Linked DNA regions of Sus scrofa: region 2 is linked to region 1. A link is a contact called in public HiChIP or PLAC-seq data. All regions are on one chromosome and are shown on one strand. Each heading gives the region's core, a stretch centred on a gene start, on an enhancer-like site or on the middle of the called end of the contact. The rest is flanking DNA. Distances are from core to core; before and after follow the strand shown. Region 1 holds the start of SOS1 (son of sevenless homolog 1). Region 2 holds the start of DHX57 (putative ATP-dependent RNA helicase DHX57).

Region 1 (6,285 bases), core at 704-3,203:
TGGTAAGAAGTCTGAAAAGTATTCTAGGAGCTCTTTTGTGGTGCAACGGAAAAGAAAGAAAGGAGGGAGGGAAAGAAAGAAGGAGGGAGGGAAAGAAGAAAGAAGAAAGTGTTTTAAGAGCAATAGGAAGCCAAGGAATGATTTGGGGCAGAGGCTTGATCTTAATTCAGTCACTTGGAATCACATAAAACACTACCACATATCATATAAGTACTGCAGAGATTTGAAGATGACTGTGGTTTTTTTTCTCAGACTCTTTCTTCTGTCCCCAACTCCTCTGGAAGCTACAGTTATTTTACCTCTTCTTTACCCAGAGGACTTTCAAAATGTGGAGAATTTTAAAATTCGAGTCGTGTGTGTATTTTTTAAAAAAAGGACCTAAGACTTTTAGATTCTCAAAGAGGTCCTGTGGCAATTGAGAACCACTGCAAACATTTCTCATCTATGTGATCCTGGTTATTGTTCACTGGAACAGCAGGGTTCACTAACTTCTGCCCAGGCTGGTTCTCTAAACTGTCTTCTCATCTGTGAAATAAAAACAATAGGACTGCTGAGGATTAAGAGATTATGCTCAAAACTGCTTAATGGTAAAATAAACCAGGAGGTGCCAGCCTCCTGGTAAAAACACCTGCATCCCTGGGATGGAGGAACACTATATATAATGCTCCTTTAGCATTCCATGAACATTCACCAAGTGCCTGTTCTGTGTAGAGTCCCTCGTGAAAAAGATCTGCCTTCCAGGAGTTTATCTAGTTGAAAGAGCCTTGTAGAGATACGAAACACGATAAACTAAATGCCCTAAAAGGGACCCGAATAAAGTGTTCTGGGCTCCAGGAGCTGCAGGAGAGGTGTCAATTTCCACTGGAGGTAAGTGGTTACTGAAGTTCATATTTGAAGTGGGTCTGAAAGATGAACATATTGAATTTAAACACATGCTCACAAAATCAACATGACACGTATTTTATTCTTGGTGATGTGGAAAGACCAATTGCAAACATTGTCATCACTTCCGTTATCCGATAAATATCAGGCTGTAGGTTTCGTGCGACAGGCACCAATCTTTTGTCCAGTCTGTTTACTATACATTGCATGCTTTGGGCAGTCCTTATCTTCATTTTCGGGAACAAAGTACACACATACTCCTTTCCAAAACGAAAGGCCCGGGGACACCAAGAGAGCGCTGGGATCCCTCAGCCCAACAATACAGTGGGGTGCACTTCACTGCAGCGCGCACCCCACCCCGCGGGCTCCAGTCGGTCCAGGGTTCGACCTTTGGCGGCCCTATCGCTCCTCCCCAGCAGCCCTCGGGGGCGCCGCCACAGCCCGGCGGGGCGCCCTCCCTCGCCCGCGCTTCCCTCCTCCTTCGCTGGGGAGCCGGAAAACCCGGAGCGAACCGGCCCTGCCCGGCGGCGCATGCTCAGTAGCGAGCAGGTTCAGTTCGCTAGTAGGAAGCTCGAGCGCTACACTAGCGTCGGCGGCGGCCGCGGCGGCACCTCAGGGCAGCCAGATTCCCCGACCACGACCTCGGGCCTTTCCCCTCCCCTGTTGGACCTTGCGCCCAGCTCCGCCCCGCCCCGGGTCGCTCGCGTTTTGGGGGTCCCCGCTGCGTGGAGCGGGCGCCGCAGCCGGAGCGTCCCTCCACCCGCCCTCCCCCAGCCGCCGGCTCCGCCGCGGGGCCAGGCCGGGCCCGGGAGCGCAGCCTCGGCGGGCGGGCGGCGGCGGCGGCAGCGGCAGAGGCCAGCCCCGGGCGGCGCCGGCAGGCCGGGGAGGGGTAGGGGGCCTGGCCCCGGGGCGGTGGGGCGGAATGCCGCCGCCGCCGCCTCCGGGCTGCGTTCGCTCTCCGCGGCTGGTGCCCGTATCGGGTGGGTGGCCGGGCGCGGGCCTCGCCCCCCAGGCCCCTCTCCGAGGCTAGCCCGGCCGCGCGGCTCCCCGAGGGGGCCGGGCCGTCCGGTGGGGCTGCGGCCCTGCTCCGCGGGGCGAGCTCGCCCTCTCGCGGCTCCCCGGCCCGACCACCGCCACCCCTCTCCCCGCCCAGAGGCGCCCCGGGGGCACCATGCAGGCGCAGCAGCTGCCGTACGAGTTTTTCAGCGAGGAGAACGCGCCCAAGTGGCGGGGGCTGCTGGTTCCTGCGCTGAAAAAGGTGAGGAGCGCGGGGGACCCCGCTTCCCGGCTGCAGCCCCTGCGAGGGCGCTGGGGCTGGAGAAGGGTTGGGGAGGCGGGGCGCGCGCGGGGCCGTCTTTCTTCCCGGTCTCACCACCTCGCAGAAAGGACGGCGCGCGCCGAGAGGTTCCCCCTCTCTCGCTGGCTCTTGGTGTTGACATTCACCCGCTGTGTGGGAAGGCCGCAGGGAGCCAGGGAGAGTTTATCCGAAGAATCCAACCGCTTAGAGGTTAATGCCCTGCCCCCGATTCAGAGACGTGAGTTGGAGGAGCCTCACTTTTCAGTGGAGGTCAAAGTAGGCCACTTTTTCGTCTTCTCGGTCTTCTCCCGGAGCTGCTGTCAGTCTCCGGCTTTAGGTGTCCAGTCGACTCGTCCTAGTGGGCCCGAGAATGCTCTGGCCATAATGCTCGCTGTAAGTAATTGCAGAGCTCTCCTGCCAGCAGGAACATGGCCTCTGTAATCACTCTTCATTCCCCCGAATTCCCGAACTCGTCCGATTAACAGGGGTGGGTGCGCATACCACTCTTTTCTTCCTTCCTTACTTTCGTTCTTCAATTCTTCTTTTCCCTCTCACTCCCTTCCTCTACTGTCATTGCATTTTTCGATTAGAAATTTTAACCTTTCTGTGTTTCTTCGACTTTGCCCCATTTTTATCTAAAGTTATATACCCCGTGACCTGTACTTTTACATGTTTTAGTATAATTAGGAAATGTTATATTTTGGAAGCTTCTAAGGCACCGTTGTGACTTAATAGAAACTGACGTTTGAATGAATATAAAAACTGCCGGAGTATTTTTGTTTTCCTCTTACTTTTTCTTGTAAATGTAAGGATAGCTTTAGTGTCTTAATACTGTTTCTAAATTTCCATTTGTTACTCAAAAAGTGTTTCAGATTATCACATTAAAAATATTTTTAGTTCTTAACTGAGAGTTGAGGTTATAGTGTACCCTTTCTTCCAAACATCTGTACTTTTAAGAACTGTGTTTTACGAGATGTCTGATATTTCTCAAAGGCCAGCAACTTTTACTTTCCCTTTTGCCCATTTCTCCCTCTCCCCCTCTTGGGTACCTTACAATGGAAACTATTTAGTTTGTTAGCAGAATGTGCTCTTATATTTAAGATATAATTTACTGACATTTTTGCTCAGGTGTCTGACTAGTCACAAACTTCTTTGTGATACTGTTTTCTAAGACAACCAAAGAAATGCCGTGTACCTTACATACTTTATTCATTAGAAATCCTGTCAGGCTCTCACTCCGTTTACTTTTGCTTTACCTGCAAGCTTGACATCCTAGCTTGTAATAGATCAGGATAGGTCTCAGTGATGCTAGAAGCAGGTATCCTGACTATAAGTAGGGGTTAGGTGGGGAAGAGACAGAACAATTATTGAAAATATATAAAAGAACTCAAAAAGTACTATCAGTTTGGGTCTCTTTTGCTTAGAAGCAAGCCTCTCTCCTATTGCAGGGGAATCACCATGAAACCCTATTGGTCGAGGGTCCTATGAAGTACTGAAAAGAACATTGTAGGAGTTGGCAGGCGACTTCTAACTCTGCCACACTGATGGCCCTTGCTGAAAACTGTCCACAGAAGCATTTTGTTTGGCTGGCATAGTGTTGTTTTATTTTTAATGTAATTAGTTGCCAATATTTTAAAATAGGAGATATTACATAAAGTCTGAGTCTTGAGCTTTTCTTGGAGGATAGGAAGATTTCTCCACATTGGGCTAGCATTCAAGCAAAGCAGTGAACTGCTGAAGCTGAATAAATGGCTGCCCTCTTTAGACAAGGCTTCTCTCCGATTTATTACAGTCCCCACCAGTCCTCTTTTCTTATTTACATAAACCTGATTTGACTTTAAGCAGAGATATCCTTGCATGACAATAGAAGTGATGGGGGAGGTGGAAGTGTATACAATCTAGCTAATATATAAGATTCTTCCAATTCTTATTTAAAATATCCGCTAAAGATGCTTCTAAGTCACCAAAGACGAGGATGAAAATGTATTTCGTATCGGAGTTTCCGTTGTGGCTTAGTGGTTAACAAATCCGAGTAGGAACCGTAAGGTTTCGGGTTCTATCCCTGGCCTTTCTCGGTGGGTTAAGGATCCAGTGATGCCGTGAGCTGTGGTGTAGGTCACAGATGCGGCTTGGATCCTGAGTTGCTGTGGCTCTGGCGTAGTCTGGCGGCTACAGCTCTGATGAGACCCCTAGCCTGGGAACCTCCATTTGCCTTGGGACCGGCCCTAGAAAAGGCAAAAAGAAAAAAAAGAAAATATATTTCATATCTATATGTGCTCTTGGTAGCTCAAAATCTGCATTTTCATCTACTTGTTAGATATTTTCATGTGGATATCTCTGTTTCTTCCTTTAGACTTACACTATTTGCAGATGCATCAACTTGTGTTGTCTTACCTGAGGCTCTTTGGAGGTGCTGTTTGCTTCACCTGGATTGCCTTTTGCCTGGCCCAGCCTTATGGACTCAGTAGACCTTGGATCTTTTCTAAAATCCTCATGCCTGAGTTGGATAGTCTTTCTTTTAGTCTAAGTATTCTTTTAACACCCTGGTCTAGCACTTAACAATTAAAATTAATTATTATTATTATTATTTTTTTGCTTTTTATGGCCACACCCGGGGGCATGTGGAGGTTCCCAGGCTAAGGGTCAAATCAGAGCTATAGCTGCCAGCCTATGCCACAGCCACAGCAATGCAGGATCTGAGCTGCATCTATGACCTATTCCACAGCTCATGGCAATGCCGGATCCTTAACACGGAGTGAGGCCAGGGACCGAACCCACAACCTCTTGGTTCCTAGTCGGATTCATTTCCTCTGCTCCACGATGGGAACTTCTTAACAATTAATTTTAAGTTCCTGTTTTTTTCCTATTTAAGTTTCCCACCAGCTGGATTAAATGGTCCTTGAGAACTGGGATGATATTTTATCTTCTTTTTATTCTCCATGCATGCAATGCCTGGCCCCTAGTTGACACTTAAATTTGAATGAATGGGTAGGGAAAATCCAAACAAAATCATCACCTCCCTCCTTTCCACCTGGAATTAAAACAAAAAATTCCTCTTGATTTAATAGTTTTATTTGACTGGTTCAAAACATTGGAGTCATCTCTGACTTATTACTGTCCACGCCCAGGCAGAGCTTGTGAATTCATCTCCTTTTGACATGTTCTTTTTTAACCTCTTCCCTCCTACTTCAAGTACCCTGAGTCTCCTCTCCCAGACTACTGATATAGCCTCCTTACTGAGTTCACTGCCCCTCACCCTCTCCTTTATCTATTTTTCAAATTTCAGAAGTTATAGGACACTTCTGAACGTGTCATGCTCTTGTTCAGAAAACCACTGATATCTTTCGGGGGCATAGAATGAAGTGTATATTCTTTTCTGTTTGGAAGTTCTCAGGCCAGGGATTGAATCCGAGTCTCAGCTGTGGCAAAACTGGATCCTTAACTCACCGTGCCACAAGGGAACTTGAACTGTATGTTCTTTAGTGTAGAATTGATCGTGATCAATGATCTGGCTTCATCCTGCTTTTCTGAATGGATTGCCTTTTGTAATCTTTTATATTCTTTATGCTTCAACTAGACTGGACTCTCATTTTTCCAGAAAATGCCCAGAAAGTCTCACTGCATCTGTCCTACCCTATCTACTGCATAAGTATAATATGCTTACTATAAACCAAGTTTTGCCCTCAGCATTAAGGATTAAAAGGTAATGACCAAGTTCAAACATGATGGAAAATTGCAGGGAATGAGTTTGGAGAGGAAACTGGTTTATAAAGAATTTTTTGTATGTTAATCTAAGGAGTTTGAATTTTATTTGAGGGTATAGTTGTCATTGAAGAATTTTAAATAGGGGAGTAATGTCACATTCCAGTTTTAGAAAATCCACTTTGGCCATAGAACAGAAAATGAGTTGGAAAAGGAGACCCAAGGTAAGGAGAAAAGTTGGAAAGTTAGTTTAATAGTCCAGCCAAGAGATGATATGTGTTTGAATTAAGGGTGCATTTGAATTAGGATGGAAATGTGGGGATGTGTTTTATTTGAGAGATGTTTAAAAGGCAGAATTGACAGGCTCTAACTCATTGAGTGATTGGAGGAAGTTGTAAGAGCAG
Region 2 (5,763 bases), core at 306-2,805, 250 kb after region 1:
CTGGGACATTGAGTGGACTAAAACATTAGAAACTTATTTTTTTCAATACTGAAGAAAACATATGCAGAAAAGATAAGTAAACTATAACTTCTAGGACAATACTACAAGAATGTTACTCAAAGTGTGGCTCATGCATCAGAATCATCCGGGATGCTTTACAAGTTCCTAAGCCCTGCTCCACCCAACTGAATCAGAATCTGTATGCATGGGACAAGAGAACTGATTTGTTCTTTCTTTCTTTTCTTTTTACCACAGGACCTGCGGCATATGGAAGTTCCCAGGCTAGGGGTCATATTGGAGCTGCAGCTGCCGGCCTATACCACAGCCACAGCAACACCAGATCCGAGCTGCATCTGCAAACCTACACTACAGCTCATGGCAACTCCGGACCCTTAACCCACTGAGCAAGGCCAGGGATCAAACCCACATCCTCAGGGACACTACGCTGGATTCTTAAACTGCTGAGCCACAACAGGAACTCCTGAGAAGTGATATTTTTAATTTAAAAATTAATGTGAGTGCCCGTTGAGAAAGGCTAGAAGCTCATCCCCTCTGAGGAAGAGTAAATAAACACAATAGACATAAGACTTTGTAATACTATAACATAATCAGAGAGAAAGGGAAGGTATAGCAGCCTTGAGAAAGGAGCAGATGCTCATGAAAAAAATATTCAATTAGCAATCTAGGAAACAATAATGTAGTTGTTGATATAAAATGCCTTAGGAGGGCTGAATAGCAGAATGAATACCATAGACAAGTAAATTAGCGAACTGGAATACAAGGTTGAAAAATTTTCCCAGAAAGAGGCATAAAGAAAAACAGAGAAATCACCTGACAAGGCTTTTCATATCTCTCCTCACCCCCAGATTCTTCTAGGAGCCCCCATAACACTCTGGGCCTGTTCCTACGGTAGTATTAGGGTTCTATGAAAATAACGTTTTAGTGCCCGGGTCTCTTCGCGCACCCTACTCCTCTGGGTCAGGATCAGGGATTTCTCACCCTACTGTTCAGCTCTGTGCTTAGTACTTACAGGTGGAAACTGAAAGTCTAGTGAATGCGTGGCACTTGGGAGGATTCGCTAAATGCTTACTAAGCAGAGCACTAAACATGTTCGTACAAGAAACCGAACTGTTTACAATTACCCTTAAATGGTTTCACATTCGAAATTTTGGAATGTTGGAGCTAGCGGAAGGGAACCTAAGAGATCGAGACCATCTGGCCAGAGAGGAAACAGAAATCAGAGAGGCTGGCACTTGCCTAAGATGTCACAACAGCCAAATGAGAATCCAGGTCTCCAGATTCCCACACCAGGAGCTCGCCATGCCCCCACCTCACCCGCACTGTAGACGCTCAGGAAATAGGTCACATTCAGTGCGAGTTCTACCTAAAGGGGCTCTTTTCCGTCCGGGGCGTTGGGAGGATAGGACACTCACTTGACACAGAGGTGCTGGAGAGATTCTCAGGACTCTGCGATTCCCCTTGGGCCGCCAGCTCGGTGGCCCAGAGGGTATGAAGGGGTGGCCCAGCACTGATTACGACTCGGTTGCTAGGGCGACCAGGCACCTCTCACCCGGAAGTGAATATGTAGGTTGAGCCAATCAGAAGGCGCCAGGGCTTTGCTGCTGCAGCTGGGCGGCCGCGCAGCCACACCAGGTGAGGTCCCAGTGGGTGGCGGCGGCTCACTGGTGGGCCTCCTGGCCGCTGGGCTTTAGGTCCTGACAGCCGCCCCGGGAAGCAGCGCTGCGAGCCCAGGACGGCTTCCTCTTCCGCGGACGAGGAATGTATGGCCGTGTGCGTGGTCTCTTCGTCTCCCTGGTTGTCAGTGTGCCGACCCTTCTACGGCTTCCGTCTCCCGGAGCGGTCAGGATCTGAGGATCCTCCCGGCCCGGTGGGATCCAGCCTAACTGGGGCCGGTGAGTCTGCAGCATCAGGATCCAACCTGGGACTGGGCCAGCCGGGGGTGGGCAGCTGGGGTTGTTCACGCTCAGGCTGGGGTCGGAGGAGGTGAATTCATGTTCCGAGCAGGATAAAGGGGATTGGAGGGGTTCAGGCCCCGTTTCCTGTCTCTGTCTCTAGTCTGTGGCTCTTTGGGGGAGAGGATTGGCTACGAAGTATGCTGGAATAAAGGTACCGAGTCAGGGTATCTGTAAGGAGCTGGATGTATGGAGTCAGTCAAAGATTTGCCTGGGCAGGGAGTGGTGTGTAGTCAGTTTTCAGTGCCTTGTTTGGTGATTCTGTTCTTGGCAGCCAAACCTGTGTGTGAAGCAAAGGATACTTTTTCCAGACAAACTTAGGTTCCTGTGTTCACGGTGAACAAAGATAGTTGGAATCTTCCCAAGCTAAATGGATTTATGATGCTTTGGCATCTTATGGCCCTACCTGGCCAGGAAGAAGCTCCCATTCCCAGGGATAGCTAATTAACAAATAACCTGTGGGCACACCTTCAAATGCAAACCAACCAATCCTGCATCCTTACTTCCACCCACTTTGTCTAACCACCAAGCCAAATAGTTCCCTTGCCCTAAATCAGCCCTGGGCCAGGTACCAGGCAACCAGGGACAGTTCCTAAGCCTTAGAGTTTGTAGGAATTACTCGAACTAGCTAATTCTAAACTGTTTACCCCGCCCTGCCTCACCTTTCCCTTGGAAACCCCAAGAAAGGCAGTGGCCTGTGCCTTCCCCTTGTTCCTTTCTGCCTCCTGACCCACCGTGGCATGGCATGCCTCTCCTTTCTAGAGGAGCTGTAAGTAACATTCAACTTTTCTTTCATTGTATTGATCTCTCTGTGTTGGCACCCAGTCACCTTTATAAATTAAACCCAGGCACAAATCAAAGGGGGGCTGGCTTAATGTTAAATTTTGAATTGAAGATACACGGTACATGTTTGTGGAGAGTAAGAAAGAGGTATGGGAAAAGGAATTTCAGCTTTGGAGTCTTTTTCTCTTTTCTTTTTTTCTTTTTTTACAGCCACACCTGCAGCATATGAAAGTTCCCAGGCTAGGGGTGGAATTGGAGCTGCAGCTGCTGGCCTATGCCACAGCCACAGTAACACCAGATCTCAGCTACATCTGCATCTATTCTGCAGCAAGACCAGATCCTTAACCCGCTGAGCAAGGCCAAGGATCGAAACTGCATCCTCATGAATACTAGTTTGATTCTTAACCCACTAAGCTGCAACAGGAACTCCTGGAGTCAAATAGATTGTTTCAGACCCTGGCTCCAGACTTTGGTTCTATTGTTGGTGACATTATACAAGTCATATAATTTATCTGTACTCTAGTCTCCTCTTGTATAAAACTTAGAAAATAATATTTACGTTATATGTGTTTTAGAGAATTAAATGAGATAATCTTATCTTTCCCCTCAATACAGACCTGTATATCCAACTACCTTCTACATATGTCCATTTGAGTATCTAAAAGGTATCTCAAATGTAACATCCGTTCTGATATTTTGACTCTTTCCCTATCTTTTCCTACCCAATATTCCCATTCTGATCACATGGCTGAGTACAGAACCCCTATTCACCTAGTTAATCTAGGCTCTAAAATCTTACAGTCATTCTAGACACTTCTTTCTCATACCTTTCATCTAATTCATCTACCTTTAAAATATGTGGAGAATCTATGACCACCCTTCAGCTCTACTTGCTCCCATCCTAGTCCAGCCCACTATTTTTGTTTTTGTTTTGTTTTTAATCACCAGCTTGAATAATTGCGGTAGTTTACTAACTGGCCTCTTGGTTCTCCTTACCTCCATACAGTCTTTTTATTCTCACGTAGCAGCTAGAGTAGTCGTTTTAAAACCAAAGTTGGTCATATCAAGCTTTTCTTCTGCTCTTCAGTGACTTTCTATATATTTAGAATAAAACTCAAAGTTCTTCCCAGGACTTACATGGCCCTCTCCACTGTCTGATCTGACCTCATCTCCTTTCCTCACTGCATTGCAGACCCACCAGACTGCTTTCTGTTCATTCAACCCAGTGCATTGAAGATGTTCTGGGCTTGGCTCCTCTTTTATCTATTATCGAATTTGTTTAGAATGTTCTTTTCACAAATATTTAATGCCTTATTTTCTCAATATGTTCAGGTATCTGTTCAGATATGATCTCAGAGAGATGACCACTCTTACCTGACTGCTCTATTTAAAATAACAGACTCAGGAGTTCCTATCGTGTTTGAGTGGTTAACAAATCTGACTAGGAACCATGAGGTTGCGGGTTCAATCACTGGCCTTGCTCGGTGGGTTAAGGATTCAGCATTGCCATGAGCTGTGGTGTAGGTCACAGATGCAGCTCGGATCCCACATTGCTGTGGCTCTGGTGTAGGCCAGCAGCTACAGCTCCGATTAGACCCCTAGCCTGGGAACCTCCATATGCTGCGGGTGCAGCCCTAGAAAAGGAAAAAAAAAAAAACAGACTCAGTTTTTCTTTTTCTTCATAGAGCATTTAACAGATATTGTATATTTATTTGTTTATTTTCTGTCTACCCTCTAGAAGGTAAGCTTCACAAGGAGGAATTTTGTCTTTGCTGTTGTACCCCTAGGATCTGGCACATAATTAGTGCTCAGTAAATATTTTTGGAATGAATGAATCAATTAATCTCCATTTTCACATCAGTCATTTATTCAAGCTTCAGTCATTCCTCAGATACATGTTGAATTCCTACTACATGCCAGGCACTGTATCAGAGTATGATAGTAATCAAAATAGATATGACCCTTGCCTTCATAGAGCTTTCTGAGAGGAGGAGTTAGGTGATAAACATAGGAGAAACAGTAAATATGTGTAATTATGAAGGATTTTGAAGAATGGAGTATCAAGAGAACTAGTTTAATTTCTATATATCTGTGATTTTCCAATTATTTTCCTGCTTATTACTAATTTCGGTGTATATTTTTGTTGGGTAGAGTGTTCCATAGATGTCTCTTAGATCTAGTTGATTTATACTGTGTTTCAGGTCTGCTGTTTCCTTCCTGATCTTCTGTCTAGTTGTTTACCAATTTTGAAAGTGGGTATTGAAGTTTCCTACTGTTATTATGCATTGTCTATTTCTGTGTTTATTTCTGTCAGTTGCTTCATGTATTTTGGTGCTCTGTTATTAAGTGCTTATATGTTTATAACATATCTTCTTGATGGATTGACTCTTATCATTATGAGCTATCCTTTATCTCTATTAGACACATTTGCTTTATAGTCTATTTTGTCTGATATTAGTATAGCCACTCCAGCTTTCTTGTGGTTGTTGTTTGCATGATTTATCTTTCCATCCTTTTACTTTTCACCTATTTATAGCTTTGAATTTAAAGTGAGAGATAGGAGTTCCCGTCATGGCTCAGTGGTTAACGAATCCGACTAGGTACCATGAGGTTGCGGGTTCAATCCCTGACCTTGCTTAGTGGGTTGAGGATCCGACGTTGCCGTTGCCATGAGCTGTGGTGTAGGTCTCAGACACGGCTTGGATCCCGAGTTGCTGTGGCTGTGGTGTAGGCCAGCGGCTACAGCTCTGATTAGACCCCTAGCCTGGGAACCTCCGTATGCCTCAGGAGCGGCCTTAGAAACGGCAAAAAAAAAAAAAAAAGTGAGAGATAGACAGCATATAGTTGCATCATGTTTTTTATACAGGCGGATACTTTGTCTTTCGATTGAATTGTTTACCCATTCAGATTTAATGTTATTATTGATATCGTGGTATTTACATTTGCCTTTCTACTTTTTGTTGTTTATATGTCTCATATCTGTTTTATTTCTGTATTTCTAATTTAC

Evidence for each region. HiChIP or PLAC-seq counts read pairs in DNA pulled down with a chosen protein or histone mark.
Region 2: a contact with region 1 is called in an H3K27ac HiChIP or PLAC-seq map of alveolar macrophages. The contact joins the promoter of DHX57 here to the promoter of SOS1 in region 1. A contact is called at or near these places in 2 of 5 promoter capture datasets (fetal skeletal muscle and liver), 1 of 47 Hi-C or Micro-C datasets (epiblast stem cells) and 1 of 2 datasets of contacts at active chromatin or transcription factors (alveolar macrophages).

The regions. Positions count from the first base shown.
Region 1 is chr3:101,207,615-101,213,899 of Sscrofa11.1, forward strand. It overlaps SOS1 (son of sevenless homolog 1), which reads left to right and starts at 1,954. Exons shown (of 21, transcript XM_021087590.1): 1 at 1,954-2,140. The coding sequence starts at 2,054.
Region 2 is chr3:101,457,299-101,463,061 of Sscrofa11.1, forward strand. It overlaps DHX57 (putative ATP-dependent RNA helicase DHX57), which reads left to right and starts at 1,556. Exons shown (of 24, transcript XM_021087593.1): 1 at 1,556-1,653. MORN2 (MORN repeat-containing protein 2) reads right to left here and starts at 1,561. Exons shown (of 3, transcript XM_021087601.1): 1 at 1,434-1,561.